Regions from separate parts of the Mus musculus genome. Here regions 1, 2, 4 and 5 are each linked to region 3. A link is a contact called in public Hi-C, HiChIP or PLAC-seq, Micro-C and promoter capture Hi-C data. All regions are on one chromosome and are shown on one strand. Each heading gives the region's core, a stretch centred on a gene start, on an enhancer-like site or on the middle of the called end of the contact. The rest is flanking DNA. Distances are from core to core; before and after follow the strand shown. Region 1 overlaps Ica1 (islet cell autoantigen 1). Region 2 overlaps Umad1 (UMAP1-MVP12 associated (UMA) domain containing 1). Region 3 holds the start of Glcci1 (glucocorticoid induced transcript 1). Region 4 overlaps Umad1 (UMAP1-MVP12 associated (UMA) domain containing 1). Region 5 overlaps Ica1 (islet cell autoantigen 1).

The links. Promoter capture Hi-C pulls out the DNA fragments that hold promoters and counts their contacts. A called contact is a pair of places that touch in the nucleus more often than the background predicts. HiChIP or PLAC-seq counts read pairs in DNA pulled down with a chosen protein or histone mark.
Region 1: a contact with region 3 is called in a Micro-C map of brown adipocytes, with 4 times the contacts expected there. The contact joins the enhancer-like site here to the promoter of Glcci1 in region 3. A contact is called at or near these places in 14 of 39 promoter capture datasets (the 3T3-L1 cell line, 3T3-L1-derived adipocytes, the C10 cell line and 9 more), 8 of 484 Hi-C or Micro-C datasets (the C2C12 cell line, the G1E-ER4 cell line, brown adipocytes and 4 more), 9 of 115 datasets of contacts at active chromatin or transcription factors (the 230-238 cell line, SST interneurons, double positive thymocytes and 5 more) and 2 of 9 other capture datasets (adipose tissue and liver).
Region 2: a contact with region 3 is called in an H3K4me3 HiChIP or PLAC-seq map of the SCID.adh cell line, with 20 read pairs. The contact joins the enhancer-like site here to the promoter of Glcci1 in region 3. A contact is called at or near these places in 12 of 39 promoter capture datasets (the 3T3-L1 cell line, 3T3-L1-derived adipocytes, the C10 cell line and 9 more), 36 of 484 Hi-C or Micro-C datasets (the 3T3-L1 cell line, 3T3-L1-derived adipocytes, the AML12 cell line and 26 more), 18 of 115 datasets of contacts at active chromatin or transcription factors (the 230-238 cell line, the SCID.adh cell line, SST interneurons and 14 more) and 4 of 9 other capture datasets (adipose tissue, embryonic stem cells, liver and 1 more).
Region 4: a contact with region 3 is called in a Hi-C map of olfactory sensory neurons, with 4 times the contacts expected there. The contact joins the enhancer-like site here to the promoter of Glcci1 in region 3. A contact is called at or near these places in 9 of 39 promoter capture datasets (the 3T3-L1 cell line, 3T3-L1-derived adipocytes, the C10 cell line and 4 more), 1 of 15 datasets of contacts at CTCF or cohesin (pro-B cells), 1 of 484 Hi-C or Micro-C datasets (olfactory sensory neurons), 6 of 115 datasets of contacts at active chromatin or transcription factors (the 230-238 cell line, the SCID.adh cell line, embryonic forebrain and 2 more) and 3 of 9 other capture datasets (adipose tissue, liver and pancreatic islet).
Region 5: a contact with region 3 is called in a promoter capture Hi-C map of pre-B cells. The contact joins the enhancer-like site here to the promoter of Glcci1 in region 3. A contact is called at or near these places in 8 of 39 promoter capture datasets (the C10 cell line, the HPC-7 cell line, cranial neural crest and 4 more), 6 of 484 Hi-C or Micro-C datasets (bone marrow-derived macrophages, cerebellar granule neurons, cerebellum and 2 more), 4 of 115 datasets of contacts at active chromatin or transcription factors (the 230-238 cell line, effector CD8 T cells, extraembryonic endoderm stem cells and 1 more) and 3 of 9 other capture datasets (adipose tissue, liver and pancreatic islet).

Annotation. Positions count from the first base shown.
Region 1 is chr6:8,715,574-8,718,273 of GRCm38.p6, reverse strand. The region is part of intron 6 of Ica1 (islet cell autoantigen 1); the gene reads left to right. Among named protein-coding and RNA genes, the nearest start is that of Ica1, 62 kb to the left of the region's middle. Within about 2 kb of position 1,398, at least 6 of the 459 cell types and tissues checked have an H3K27ac peak or open chromatin away from gene starts, as enhancers often do. A contact at or near this core is called in 3T3-L1-derived adipocytes and brown adipocytes, where this site is marked.
Region 2 is chr6:8,297,957-8,300,656 of GRCm38.p6, reverse strand. All of the region lies in intron 2 of Umad1 (UMAP1-MVP12 associated (UMA) domain containing 1), which reads right to left. Among named protein-coding and RNA genes, the nearest start is that of Umad1, 40 kb to the right of the region's middle. Within about 2 kb of position 1,391, at least 49 of the 459 cell types and tissues checked have an H3K27ac peak or open chromatin away from gene starts, as enhancers often do. A contact at or near this core is called in the CH12 cell line, the P5424 cell line, the SCID.adh cell line and 6 more, where this site is marked.
Region 3 is chr6:8,508,230-8,510,929 of GRCm38.p6, reverse strand. Glcci1 (glucocorticoid induced transcript 1) reads right to left here and starts at 1,330. Exons shown (of 8, transcript NM_133236.3): 1 at 611-1,330. The coding sequence starts at 1,043. A430035B10Rik (RIKEN cDNA A430035B10 gene) reads left to right here and starts at 1,769. Exons shown (of 2, transcript NR_040452.1): 1 at 1,769-1,951; 2 at 2,119-2,700.
Region 4 is chr6:8,316,772-8,319,471 of GRCm38.p6, reverse strand. The region is part of intron 2 of Umad1 (UMAP1-MVP12 associated (UMA) domain containing 1); the gene reads right to left. Among named protein-coding and RNA genes, the nearest start is that of Gm46952, 27 kb to the left of the region's middle. Within about 2 kb of position 1,366, at least 2 of the 459 cell types and tissues checked have an H3K27ac peak or open chromatin away from gene starts, as enhancers often do. A contact at or near this core is called in olfactory sensory neurons, where this site is marked.
Region 5 is chr6:8,661,642-8,664,341 of GRCm38.p6, reverse strand. The region is part of intron 8 of Ica1 (islet cell autoantigen 1); the gene reads left to right. Among named protein-coding and RNA genes, the nearest start is that of Gm35621, 40 kb to the right of the region's middle. Within about 2 kb of position 1,336, at least 14 of the 459 cell types and tissues checked have an H3K27ac peak or open chromatin away from gene starts, as enhancers often do. A contact at or near this core is called in pre-B cells, where this site is marked.

The sequences.
Region 1 (2,700 bases), core at 149-2,648, 210 kb before region 3:
AGGACTGGACCTACGGAGACACAGCAGACTTCACCACCAAGCCTGAAGATATTTCTGTTGTCTGCTGCGAGCCAGCATGATTCATAAGGAATAGCATCCTAGCTTTGAGGCGATGTCTATACCAATTTGAGGAACAAGATGTTTACTTATCTGCGAAAGCATACGAGATGGTCTAAAATAGGAAGCCTCATCATGTATTCCCGGCATGGCATTTGCATGCCTGTGAGACTGCATAAGAACCAATGAAGTCAGAAATGAAGAAAGTTGGGAATATAGCTCTTTGATTTTGGTTTTTTGGTTTTGTTTTTTGTTTTTTGTTTTTTGTTTTTTTTATGTCTAAACAGTCTGAAAACAGGACAAACGAAACTTTGTTGTTGAATGTACCAGTAGAAATGCTAACAAAATTAGCAAACACATAAAGTTTTATTTCATGCCAACTACAGTTCTAAGTATTTTATATGAACAGTTCACTAACATTTCCCAAGGTGTGTGTGTGTGTGTGTGTGTGTGTGTGTGTGTGTGTGTGTGTTGGGGGAGGGGTGGCAACAACTACTCATTCTTCACAGAGGTGGTTCCCAGGCTGAGGGAGTTCACTTTCTCAATGAGACACTGTTCGGATATGGGTGGGCCAGGTGGGAATGGCTCTAACTTTACGAAGAACACGTGGTCACACACATTGCATTTTCTGGAACAAAAAACAGTTTATCTATAAGTGTGATGGGTCTTTCTAGACCCGTTGATTCATTTGGGTTAAGGAGCCTCTTTGTTTCAGTTTAAATGTTTAATCCACTCAACATTTGCCTTTGTCCTAGTAGCACTGGTTTCAGTGGTATCTTTGGGGTTGCTCTTTCAGAAATCTAGCATGCTGTCCTCCTAGGAGCACACGTCTAGAAGTCTTAGACCATGTCTTGGGAGTATGCAAGGGATATGGTGTCCTTGGGCCACTCTGTCCTCCAGGCCCCTTGCTTATTTCACTCAGGCATGGCTAGTCTGCACCTGGATGGTGGTTCCTGAAGCTCACGGGCTACAGTAATGTTAGTCTCTTTCTTCAACTTCCAGATACATCAGCTGCTTTCCTTGTTAAATCTCTGTAGCAACAACTTACATGGATTTCCTTTTGGCCACTGGACCAGGGTTACTCCCTGGCTAGTACCCTTAGCCGCCTCTATTTTCTCCATGGACATCTGAGATCCTTTGAATTTATTTATCTCCATTCTCTCAAAACTCAAGGAGCCAATAGGAAGCTGGCCTTTCTTTTTTCCTCACCCACTGAATGGTTTGGCTTCAATGCAGTTTATCCTTTTGGAGCAAAGCCAGAGTTGTTCAGTAAAACCTCATGAAATCTCAAGCAGGCAGTGGGTAGACCAGACCATTTTGGGCTTTTAGTTTTCATTCCAAACTTTTCTTATGTGGCACAAAGTTGGGCATTGTATCTTCTTGCCCAATTCCCTGAAGTCCCTAGGTCTAGGCAGAGGTGAATGGACTTTTCCATTTCCTTTACTTTATTAACCAATTACCACCACCACTAGAACACAGCTGTTTCCCAAGCTAGCCTTGAACTTACGTAATAGTAGCCTTGAACTTGTAACTATCCTGACATATACATATACATATCCTGTATATACTTCCTGACTATCTGGTACTCTAGGCCTGGATCATAAGGCCTGGCTTATTTAGTTATTTTTGAGAAATTGCTCTATACCAAGGACATCCTGAACACAAGGCGTATGAATGATCAATGCAAAGGTTATTATTAACACTTTTGACTGCTTACCATGGCCAGATTCTGAGTGAAGAAACTTTACACGCTTTCCCCCCGTCTGCCCAGTAATCCTGTGAACTAAATAGAATTCAAGCCCTGATTTTACTCATTTGGGTCAGGACACATCTGAACCGTTTACAGGGATGTTTTTGTGTGCCTCCTTTTAAAACATAAATCAAGAAGGAAAGAGATAGTGTTCTTCATCGTTTCATCTGAATAGCAGAGGGCAGAGCGTGAAGATTCATCAAGGAGGAAGGACAGGGGAAATTGAGTGGCTGGAAAGGAAGGTTGGTGAAGCTGAAGCAATCATCTCTTACTGTACACTTCTATTGCCAAGAAATTGAACACTCCGGAATGAGCCATGTTACCACACAAACAGCCATCTTTTTACCTTTGCCCATGGCATTCCATCTCTTGGCATGTAGGCTTTCCATGGGAAGATGCTCCAGAGAGACATGAGCCATCCAGACACATACTTTCCCCCTCTTCTCTTTCTCAAGCTGACTGGCCAGAAATTCCTCAACAGCTTCTTGATCAATCATTGTCCCGTCCTCTGATCTACATCCTCGTCGTCTATAAACGACTTAATGGACTCTCAAAGCACACCTTCAGCACTGTCCATCAGGAGTCTCACTAAAAGGGGTTTGGACTTCTGGGACTCCTCAAGGTCTCCTCCACCTCTGCCTCCCTAATAGCTCCATTGTAGCCTCAAGTCTGGACAACCTTAGACAGTTTGTTGTTGTCGTTGTTTGTAGTTTAAGTGGCCTTATTGATGGCTCACCTGGCTACCAGTTTTTCAAACTCAAAACCTGCACACCATACATATCTCACCTGCAACTTTATCTAGTCAGCTGTCCTCTCCTACTTGGCTTTCTTTCACTGTACATTGACCCTCCACTGGGGATTCAATGAAAGACCCACAGCAGACATTTTTTTCT
Region 2 (2,700 bases), core at 142-2,641, 210 kb after region 3:
ATAGTTGCTGCTATTTATCTCACTTCGGCATGTATCGGATTCATAGGGAAAAGGATGAGGGAGGGAAATGATTTAAAGCGCAAATGCCTTGGGACCCTCTCCAGGCTACAGATTCAGATGTGATAGGGGGAGGTCCAGACTTCCTTCCTTCCGACATGCTTCCAGTCACACCTCTGGAATCCAAATGTGTGAGCTACCAAGCTAGGAGCTCTGTATCTCTTTTTCCTTTTTATTCTCAAGACAATTTGCAAATTGTACAGCTGAGTGATCTTGTGGAAATCGTGTCCTTTTGACTGCAAAGTTATAGCATTGTATTATACACATTTGGATGTTAACAATTCATATACACATGTGAGTTCTGAGAGTTCTTCTTTCCCGCTCCCCATCAGAAACATTCCTGGTTCTATTTTGGCTCTGGTAGCACTTCTTTCCAAAGATGACATGCTTTCTGACACATGACTTTCTGACATCCTCACTAAGTCACCCCCTGTACTACAATGGAAGAAGGAAGTATTATTGGTTTTTGTTTGTTTGTTTGGTTTGGTTTTTCGAGACAGGGTTTCTCTGTGTAGCCCTGGATGTCCTAGAACTCACTCTGTAGACCAGGCTGGCCTTGAACTCAGAAATCCACCTGCCTCTGCCTCCCAAGTGCTAGTATTAAAGGTGTTTGTTTATTTTATGCATATGAATACACTAGCTATCTTCGGACACACCAGAAGGGGGCATCAGATCCCATTAGAGATGATTGTGAGCCACCATGTGGTTGCTGGGAATTGAACTCAGGACTTCTGGAAGAGCATTGCTCTTAACCCGTGAGCCATCTCTCCAGCCCCCGAAAGTATTATTCTATTCAACCATTAGAAGCAAGGGCTCAGATTCCAGGCAGCTGAATATTTATTAAGCATCTTTAATGTTCAAGACACTGTTAACTGTCACCTCATCAGAACAGGTAATAGCTGGGAAAATGCCTCTCTGAGTATGCACAGTGTACTGTTTTCCCTTGGGTTACAAATTCTTGTTTGTTCAGAGTGAAACAGTGTGGACAGTTTAATTATTTTAATTGATTATTGTAAGTAGCTGTGAACAGTTCTGAATAAGAGCTTCTTTCCATATTATTTTTCTCATTTTCATTTCACATGTGAACACTAATGAAAGCCTCTCAAACTTGGGACTATAAAGTACTATAAAGTGCTACAGGCACCGCAGAAGGCAAAGGACGTCTTCTTCCTATGCCCTCCTCTAGCTGAAATTATAAGAAAGAAATATATATTTAAGTCTTTTGTGAAAGCCCTCGTGAGACTCAACTGTTGGCTGTGGTTAGCATACATTCAGCAGTATAATCAGATTGCATCACCACCGTCACCTGCTCAAAGGCCAGTGGAAGAAACAAGTGCTCATGGGTCTGAAGCTGGTGTATTGTACTGCATCCTCATGTGGGCTTGCCAGAGATTAGTCACCAGTTTGCAGCTGGTTCTCAATTCAGTTGCTGTGTTACAAGTGCAGATGCAATGGTTTATCCTAATTATATTGCTCCAGTTTAATCTTTCCTTTGCAGCACTAGATCAAATTCAAGACTCACAACTCTATCTTTTGTATCTTCCAAATCTACTCAAAATGTGTTTTTAACCACAATTTCACTAAATCATGTCAACTAACAGAAAGGCAGGAAAAAATATTCTTAATTTTTAATAGATGAGAAGTTATGCCATCCACAGAAACACTAGTTTTGTATTTGAAAGTTTTCCATTTTTCTGTCTGCTAGGAATTATATATACTAGCAAATCTAGAAAATTAATTCTAACTGGTGGTTAGAATTAAAGTTAGGTGGTTCCTACCTTTACTGCTGATCAAAATTATCTGTGAAGCTTTAAACTTTCCTCTCTCTCCTCTCTCTCTCTCTCTCTCTCTCTCTCTCTCTCTCTCTCTCTCTCTCTCTCTCTCTCTCTCCTCCCCCCTTCCCCCCCCAGAAGTACAAGAAGATGAGTCTAGCATAGACTGTTACTGTATCACGAGTCAACAAGAAAGGATAGGCAGATGTTTCTACCACTATTACCATCTTTATTTAATGAGAGTTCTGTATACAGAGTGATACCAACACAAAGAGATGGAACAATAAAAATTAAAAAACAAACAAACAAAGCCAACAACAACAAAAACAAAAAGCCCTTTAAAACCAAAGAAACAGAACCCTGAGGCAATTTTAAATAAGAATAATAACAAAGCATATAACTATTACATGTAAAGCCATCTTAATTTTATATATCTTTAAATTTATTAAATGTAATTAGTGTTTTTCCTTCAAACTTATTTAAAACTGTGATTTTAAAGGTATACACCTTTATATTCTGACTTTGCATTTCTACTCTCGTGCTTTTCAGTAATTCACTTATTGCAGGTAAAGATGGAGAGTAGCAGCAGACACGGCATCCGTAATAAAGACAGCGTCATGGAGGGTATCACAGAAACAAGATGATGTGTCCAAGGCACAGGAGACATGACTGGGAAACCCACTTCAGGTCTCTATTGCTTCTCCTTGTCAAATGAGCAGTGCCAGTCTTCCTTGTAATCTCTACTATGTACAGTATTATTTCACTTCATTATCTGATTTAATTCTGTTTATCATATGAAAATATGAAGCCAATGGATGTATATGAAAAGTTATTTAATCATACCACTACAATGTCAGCATATTGGTTATAA
Region 3 (2,700 bases), core at 81-2,580:
AAACAGGCTTTAAGAAATTCACCACGAAAACCACCATTCCGGCATAAGCCATTTGTAGTGCAGTAGTGATCTAATACATGACTATATAAAGTAGAGGAGAGGATGGATAAACAGCATACACTTTAAACTGCCTCCCCTACACATGCAAAGGATATTCTAACAACCTAACTACCGCCATCAAGTCTCCAAAACACAAACATACTCCAGACAAGAACTTTGTGGGAAAGCACAAAGGCTGCAGAGATTACCACTACCACCTTATGCCCCGCTAGAGAGTTTGTGTGCGTGTTTAAGGGTTTCACACGGCTCCTCCTTGCCCGGCTCCAAACACAGAAAGCTAATAAGCTATTAAACCGAAACACTTTTCTTTTGCAGGCGAGGGATGCAAGATAAAATCTGAGTGGCGGTGTGAGGGTCGGATAAAAGTTGATTTCCAGGTCGCTCCTCCAAGCCCTGCAGCGACCTCAGGGTGGGGGGTGAGATTCCCAAAGCCACTTTCACACCTTCGGTAATGCACTAGCAAACAGAAGCCCGGAGAGGCTGAAGTTTTCCACGCAGGGCACCGTCGGGGAGACGCAGCCCGGGAGGACGGGAGGGTTGGGCTCGCTACCTCTGCACACGGGCGAGCCGGGACTCCGTCTCTCAGGTGAGCTGCTCCTCCGCCGGCTCTCGGGGGACCGTCTCGGGCGGCCCTTGGCGCGAGGCGCCTGCTCGGCTGGGGCAGCGGCCGGCGGTGGAGTCGGGCTGGACGGGCTGGGGCCGCGGGCCCCTCCGGGCCCGGAGAGACTGCCGAGCGCGGCGGCGGCGGTGGCGGCGGCGGCGGCCGGGCGCGTGGGGCTGTGCTGGCTGCCCCGCAGGAGCTGGTAGGGCACCGTGGCGCGGATGGGCTGCAGCAGCCGACCGGCTCCCGCAGCCGGTGCGCAGCTCCCGGCCGGCCCCGTCCCGCTCCCGGCAGCGGCGGGCGGGGAGCCCGCGGTGCTGCGCCGCATCCTCTGCGGCGCGGAGTGAGGGGTCTGAGAGGAACTGGAGGACGCAGTGGACATGGTGGCTCCGCGGGCGGGCGGGCGGGCGGGCGCGCGAGCGAGCGTGTGGGAGCCGGCGCCGCGGTGCGTGCGATGTGTACGGGGGAGGGGCGGGGAGGGGCGGAGCCGCGGGGCTCCCCTTCCGACGCGCACCCCGCCGCCGAGGGGGAGGGGACGCCGCGACGGCCAACGTCCAACGGCTCAACCGCCCCGCGGCGCTCTGCGGGGCGCTCACGGCAGAGCCCGCGTCGAGCCCATGGCCGCCGCCGCCGCCGCCCCGGGCATCGCGCTGACAGGGCACTCGCCCGCTTCCCGCGGCTGCTCAGCCCTCGCGGGGGGTCGCCCGCGCGACACGACTCGGCGACCACGGGCAGCGCCGGGACTTTAGCCTCGGAGGAGAGAAAGGGGCCTCGAGGCGCCTCGCGCTGCGCGTAACCCGCGCCACCGCAAACGCCGCCGCCGCTGCCGCCGCCACCTCGACCCGCTTCTCACTCGGAATGGCAACTAATCCTGTGTCGGCGCCCCGCCTCCGGCCCCGCCTCTGGGCGTTCCGGACCCGGCTCCTGCGGCTGCGAGCGCTGTGATTGGCAGCGCCACCCTACTCCGGGATGCCAAGGAATGGTTGTATTGTCGGAGTGAGAGGAGACTCGGCCAATTACAGTACCACGTTTCCGCTCTGGGGGCGGAGCATGGAAGTGGATGAGAGAGGCGGGCCTCGCGCGGAGGGAGGGACTTAAGAGTTGACAGGCTTTGAGGTGAGGGTCAGGTTAGAAAAGTGGGTCCATACGTGCCCTGCGCGGACTCCGACGCCCAAAGACACGCGCGCGCTGCGATAAGCAAGTTACAAGGATTCCACCCTCCAGTGCTCTCTACAACCTGGGGCTGAGGACGCTGAAGCCAAACTAATTTTGCAAATACACCTGCATCCGGTGAGATGTTTTAGTTAAAGCTGAGTGAAGGATCCTTAACCCTTTTAATCTTAGAAATGTCTTTAAGTGTCCTAGTCGCCTTGTGAATCAAAACAACTTCAGGATTAGTGTATGGATGCTACATTGAACAAAATGCACCTGCCATTACAACCTGTTTGTCGTTACAGGGTAGGGTGGAGAACATCACATTCTGAATTGTACACGTCAACAAGAAAATTTACAGCATCGCATCATCAGATTTATTAATGGAGAGCACCTAGTTTACTACCCCGGAGCTGATGGTCTCTTGGGAGAAAGACCAGGCATAATGTAACAATTCATTGTGGTCATTTCCTCTGTGTGATGGCACTGGGGGTTATTCTTCTGCAAGGAAAATGAGAAGTACGAAGATTTTAGATGGGCATAAGAAAGTATATAAAACCCTAATCAGGAATAGTTAAAGCTCTACATCAGATACCTCCTATTAATTCACATGAGATAAACAAAAACATAAGATTTTACAAAATAAAGAAGTGGCGTGTCAGATTGGCGTCTGCCTGGTGTCTGCCCACACTGGCAAGCTTCCTGATTCCAGGCACTAAATGATCAGTTTCACTCAGAGGAGCCACCTTTCTCTGCTTCCCTGTGTGGTCAGACAGAAATTAAATGAAATTAAATGAAAATTTTTAAAAAAATAAGAAAAAATAAGAAGCACAGTAAATTGTTGTTTAGAAAAAATATTGATGATGCCTAATCAAAATACAAAAAAT
Region 4 (2,700 bases), core at 117-2,616, 190 kb after region 3:
AGAACCTACAACCACAACTTTACTAAAGCAGAATAATCCCTAACTATATTCAAACTATTTATCCAGGTGGTCATACCTGTTACTTTGCAATAAGGAAGCTGAGCAAAGAGGCCTATAAAGTAAGTTCTGGTCTACCAGTCTGAACTACCTTGTTAAAAAGAGAGAGAGAAAAAGTAATCATTGGCAAACTAAGAATTTTCATCATTATGCTTACTGTATAGAAATAGAGAAATTAAAATACATTATATTTCCCTGATTTTAACTTGATCATTATGAAAATTCGCTTTCCTGAGAATTTGATTCTAAGTGTTGAGCTCAGTAAGTAACAGAACTTTAGAGAAGCCTCTTTTCCATTTGCTACTGCCCCCCACCCCCTTTACTCACTACTGGAAAGTCATTTCCTATTTCCTACTTCTTCTCTCCTCTCAATATCAATGATGTCTTCTTAAAAAACACATGTTGTTGGGCTGGCAAGATGTCTCAGTGAGTAAGAGCACTGACTGCTCTTCCCATGGTCCTGAGTTCAAACCCCAGCAACCACATGGTGGCTTACAACCACCCTTAATGAGATCTAATGCCCTCTTCTGGTGTGTCTGAAGTCAGCTACAGTGTACTTATGTATAATAATAAATAAATCTTAAAAAACAAAACACATGTTGCTTTAAAATCATCCCACCAGTCTCTATTGCTATGTAGAAGAACATCAGTCCTACAGGCAAAACTACCAAGACAAAGTCTCATATGCTGGCTCACCCATTGTTCTCCATCATTATCCCAGACTCTTTGCCCCTCTCCTTACTGACAGCATTCATATTCTATTAGCCTCTGCCATGAGCCAAAATCTTAAGGGACTCGGGGAATTGGTGCCTCCTGTATCACTACCCTACAGTACTCTGTGTCAGGGTAATCACTCATGATTCACCCTTCAGGCATCACATATCATTTCCAGAGCTGATGAGATGACCCAGGTGATGAAGTGCCCGCCCACAACACTGACAGTCTGAATGTGATCCTTGGAGCCCAAAATAAAAGTGGAAAGAGAAAACCAATTTGATAAAATTTGTGTCCTGACTTCCACAGGTGCATACGGATGTGAGTGCACAAGTATGTGCGTGTGTGCATGTGTGTGCCACACACACACAACTATTGCCACTATTAAATAAGTAAATATCATTTCCTTGGAGAGGATTTCTGTAAGTTCTCACATTAAATTAGTTCTCCTGTATGATACTGTCACATGGCACCCTTTCCTCCTCTTCTCTTATTCATTACTACATGTAATGAAATGAGTATGTATGATGCATAAACATCATGTGTTTATGTCTAAGCACATGCAGGTATAAAGTGCGGGCTATCCCATGAGGCTATAAGATGAGCAAACAGAGGGACTATGTCTGCTTTGTACACCTCTAGAGAGCCAACACTTTGCTCAGCATGTAGCACAGAATGAGCTATTTAAAAGGACTCTGAGTTAATTAAAGTCCCCTTCTCCATTAACACCCCATTTCTAGGCCCTAGAAAACAAACATAATATGTTTTTTAAAGTATTTCAAGATATAAAAACATGTTCAAAAGAAAGAGAATTCAAGCATAATATTTTAGTATATTTTCCTTCTACCAATTTTTATATGTGAATTAAATGTAATGAAAACACTTTTAGAATAGTAACTGGATAAAAATACAAAGGAGATTTGATGATTAAACTTTAGTGAAAATGGCTGAGAGTTTAACTAGAAACATAAATTTTATACAAAAAAGTGCCTTTTTATATAACTTTTGACATGTCAATAAGCATTTACTAATAAATATATTACGTACCAGAGCCCGTTTTATACAACAGAGATGGTTCAAGACAGTATTAGTTTAGTGACAAAATTCCTGATAATTTCATATTTTAATTTAACTAAATCAACCAATCACATTAGAAGCACGATGGGAAAGAGCCACAGAAACTCAATCACATTATCTATTTACCTAAAACTATATATAATACGTGCAAGTCTATGTTTACCTATAGAGCTGAAAAACATCCCAACTAGAAACCAGTCAGGATGCAGGCAAGGGACCAAACAGTATCCAGTCCCAACTGATACAGCTACAACACAACAGCACCTAAGGCTCAGGGACCAAAGTAGGAAAGGAGACAGCAAACCTAGAAGAGCCACAAGAACAAGAAGTTTGCTGTGAGATTTTTTTCTCCTAGATATATCAGAGAAGGTACACTAAGGAAGTCTCATCAACATGGCTGTCTAAGACTAGAACAAGGATAACACCGGCAACACCAAGTTCATAGGCTTCAACTCTAGACAACTAAGGATGATGAGGATGGGAGAGAGTCTCCCCCAGCAGAAATCCCCCAGAACCGTTATCCAAGATCAAAGAGTCAGTCCTGAAATTGTATACATATAAGTAAAATACAGACTGAGCAGGTTGTATTTATGTAGGAATACACACACACACACACACACACACACACACACACACACACACACACGAAATACAGGCTATGCATTTAAGATGGTTGGTACATGAGAATGGTTGGAGGAAAAGGAAAATGAGTAGGAGGAAATGATGTAATTATACTCTAATTAAAAACATATTTTAAAAACCCCACAAGGGGATACATCATCAACACACAAGGCCAGGCAGAAGAATGACTTACAGAGATGAAGGACAAGGACAGAAAGAGTAGATAAAGAC
Region 5 (2,700 bases), core at 87-2,586, 150 kb before region 3:
CCTTCATCTCACGAAGCCTGCCCTTCCATGTCAGCAGACAAGGGATGTTTCTGAGGCCACTTGAAGCCGGAGAGTGTGAACTTGGAGTGTAGAACACAAGACTGAAGGCATTAGCCTCGTTTTAGACCAGTGGTTCACAACCTTCCTAATGCAGAGACCCTTCAGTACAGTTCCTCATGGTATGGTAACCCCCAACCATAAAATTATTTCCAGTGCAGCTTCATAACTGCTATGAATAAATTAACTCATGAATTTATGTAATTCGTAACTGTTATGAATTGTAATGTAAAATATCTGTATTTTCCAAAGGTTTTTGGTGACCCCAGTTGAAAGGGTCCATTGACAACCCCCCCCATAGGGGTCTGGACCCACAGGTTGAGAAATAATGCTCTAGACCCTTCATGGTCCTGACAAGAATGGTTTGTAGTGTTTGATACTGTAGATTCTTTCAGTTTGGCCTTACCCTGCTCCCTTCATTAACACTTGGCACTATCTCCATGTGCTGGTGGGTAAACTGAGGCCCGAGAATGACGAGAACCGTGTTCATGTCCAAGCACTGCTCGATATAAATCCAAGGACCCCCTCTTCCCAGCACTGTGATGGCTTCCCACAAACAAGTCCCAGCGCTACTTTAAAGCATAAGATTATGTCTTTTGATGGTGATTTTTTTTCCCCTCCAGCTTTACTTTGGCCTGTTGTTCTGCAGTGCAGTTCAAAATTGTCTCTAGGACTAGATTAATATGGTGTCATTTGTACATGGTGGGGGATGTTTGTGGTGGGGAAGAGGAGGACATATGTTCTAAATGTCCATGAATTGCATGGCTGGTACACATCATGTCCTCTGCTTTTTATTTCTCATGTGGTACTAATTATATAAACACAAACATACACACACACCCAGCTGAAGGCAGCATCTTTTGACCATGCAAAACTATTTTAAGTGCTTTTGTTTCCTTTTCCTGACAACTGTTTGGCACCTCTGTGTGCGTACAGTGTAATTAATGGAGAGTAGAGTAAGAAAATGAAGTGTCTAATTAAGGACGACAGGAAATGTTACCCAGTTGTGTAAGGTGGGCCACAGTCTGGGTTCTTAGAACTGGCTGCTGGCCCTTTGTCTGAGGAATTTGTTTTCTTGAGTAGTTTTGCTTTCTTTCAGATGCATGTTGCTGCCTCCTTTATTTTCCTAATACAGGAAGTAGTAATTCCCTTTATTATATTAAGCTGTTTCCTTTTTAAGGCAGTTTTTTTTTTTTTTTTTCTGCGAGCCGGGTCTGCACATTTTCTTTGTCACGCTGATCTTCTATATTGTGTGTGTGTGCTTCCTGAAGCCATTTGTGCATTGATGGAAGCTATTAGCCTGTTGCTGCAGCCTGGCCAGGGACAGGTTACTCGGTCTGCAGACACCCTTTCATCCACAAAGTTGCTTTCAGTCAGTGGAGGGATGCTGGCCACTGCTGAGAGGCAGTGATGCCCACAGACAGTTTGCGGGAAGGGCTCACTGGGATGAGTCTTAGAAGCACGGGTTTTAGAGTTTTCTTTTCTGGCCATGGGTTCAAATGTGGCCTCGGTAGGCCAGCAGCTGGCAGTGGTTCTATCTGATGGCTAGCTCTTCATATGCAGCCCCCAGACCTTTCTCGTTCATTTTGCCAGAACATGGATTCCTGTCACTCAAAAAATGCTGTCACTTCTGCAGGAACTGTTAGGGGCAAGTGGTTTTTTAACTGGGTTCTGGCACTTCGAAATAATCAGAAAAATTCATTTCTAGCATCCCTAACCCTTAGCAAGCCCAACTGTCTACTCCCTCCCCACTGGCCTTGTTTGAGGCAGGAAATTATTCTCTATTCCACAGAATGGCATACTTTGGACAATCACACAATAAACTAAATTTCAGGTGGGCTTAGGATGTGAGCTTTCAGTCTTTCCGTTAGAGGCTCCCTTCAGTGCGTGCCGTCTTTCGTCAGAAACAAGCTTCTTTCGTGGTTCTTTTTCACCTTTTTGATTTGTGCTTTGTTTGATCTCCAAGTCTTATGTTAGCAAGCCCACTGTCAGTGTTCAAAAATCGATTGTTCTGATGCGTGTATAACTCTGTGGATATGTTATAAATCTTTGACTTACAGCTTTAGAGTGTTTGAATCCTGTGGCGTGTGGATTGTATTTCAGGTAAGCAGGTATGTGTGTGAATACAATGTTTTCCTTCATTCAAAATTCTCAAAGTGAATAAACAAGCTGATGTGTTTACATTAATTTTCCTTCTGGTGTTCTATGCCTTTTCATCACTTTCCTCTGAGCCTTTACATTGCTTAGTTGAATAGATGTAATTGTTAATGATGAGCATTACATTAATTTTTGTAACCAACAAGTATGAATTTTAGCATTTGCCAGGCTTCAAAAGCAAAATTATAGGCACAATAGTAATGTAGGACGAGAAGAGCATTGTCACAGGAATTATTAATAGTAAATTAAAGTAGCAATTGGAACTGCAGCCATTCTGTTGGGAACGCACAATAGTGTCTTAAGTGTGACTGTGGTGACAGGGAGCCAACAATTGAGTCCCTGCTAATGGCCCAACAGGGGAAAGGCTTGAAAAGAGACAAGGAATGGTTTACATTACAAAGGGATTGTCTGAGGGCTGCTCCAGTGTGGTCAGGACGGGAGGTTGGCTGGAGACAGGAGGGATGATAGCCATGGAACTGTCAAGGG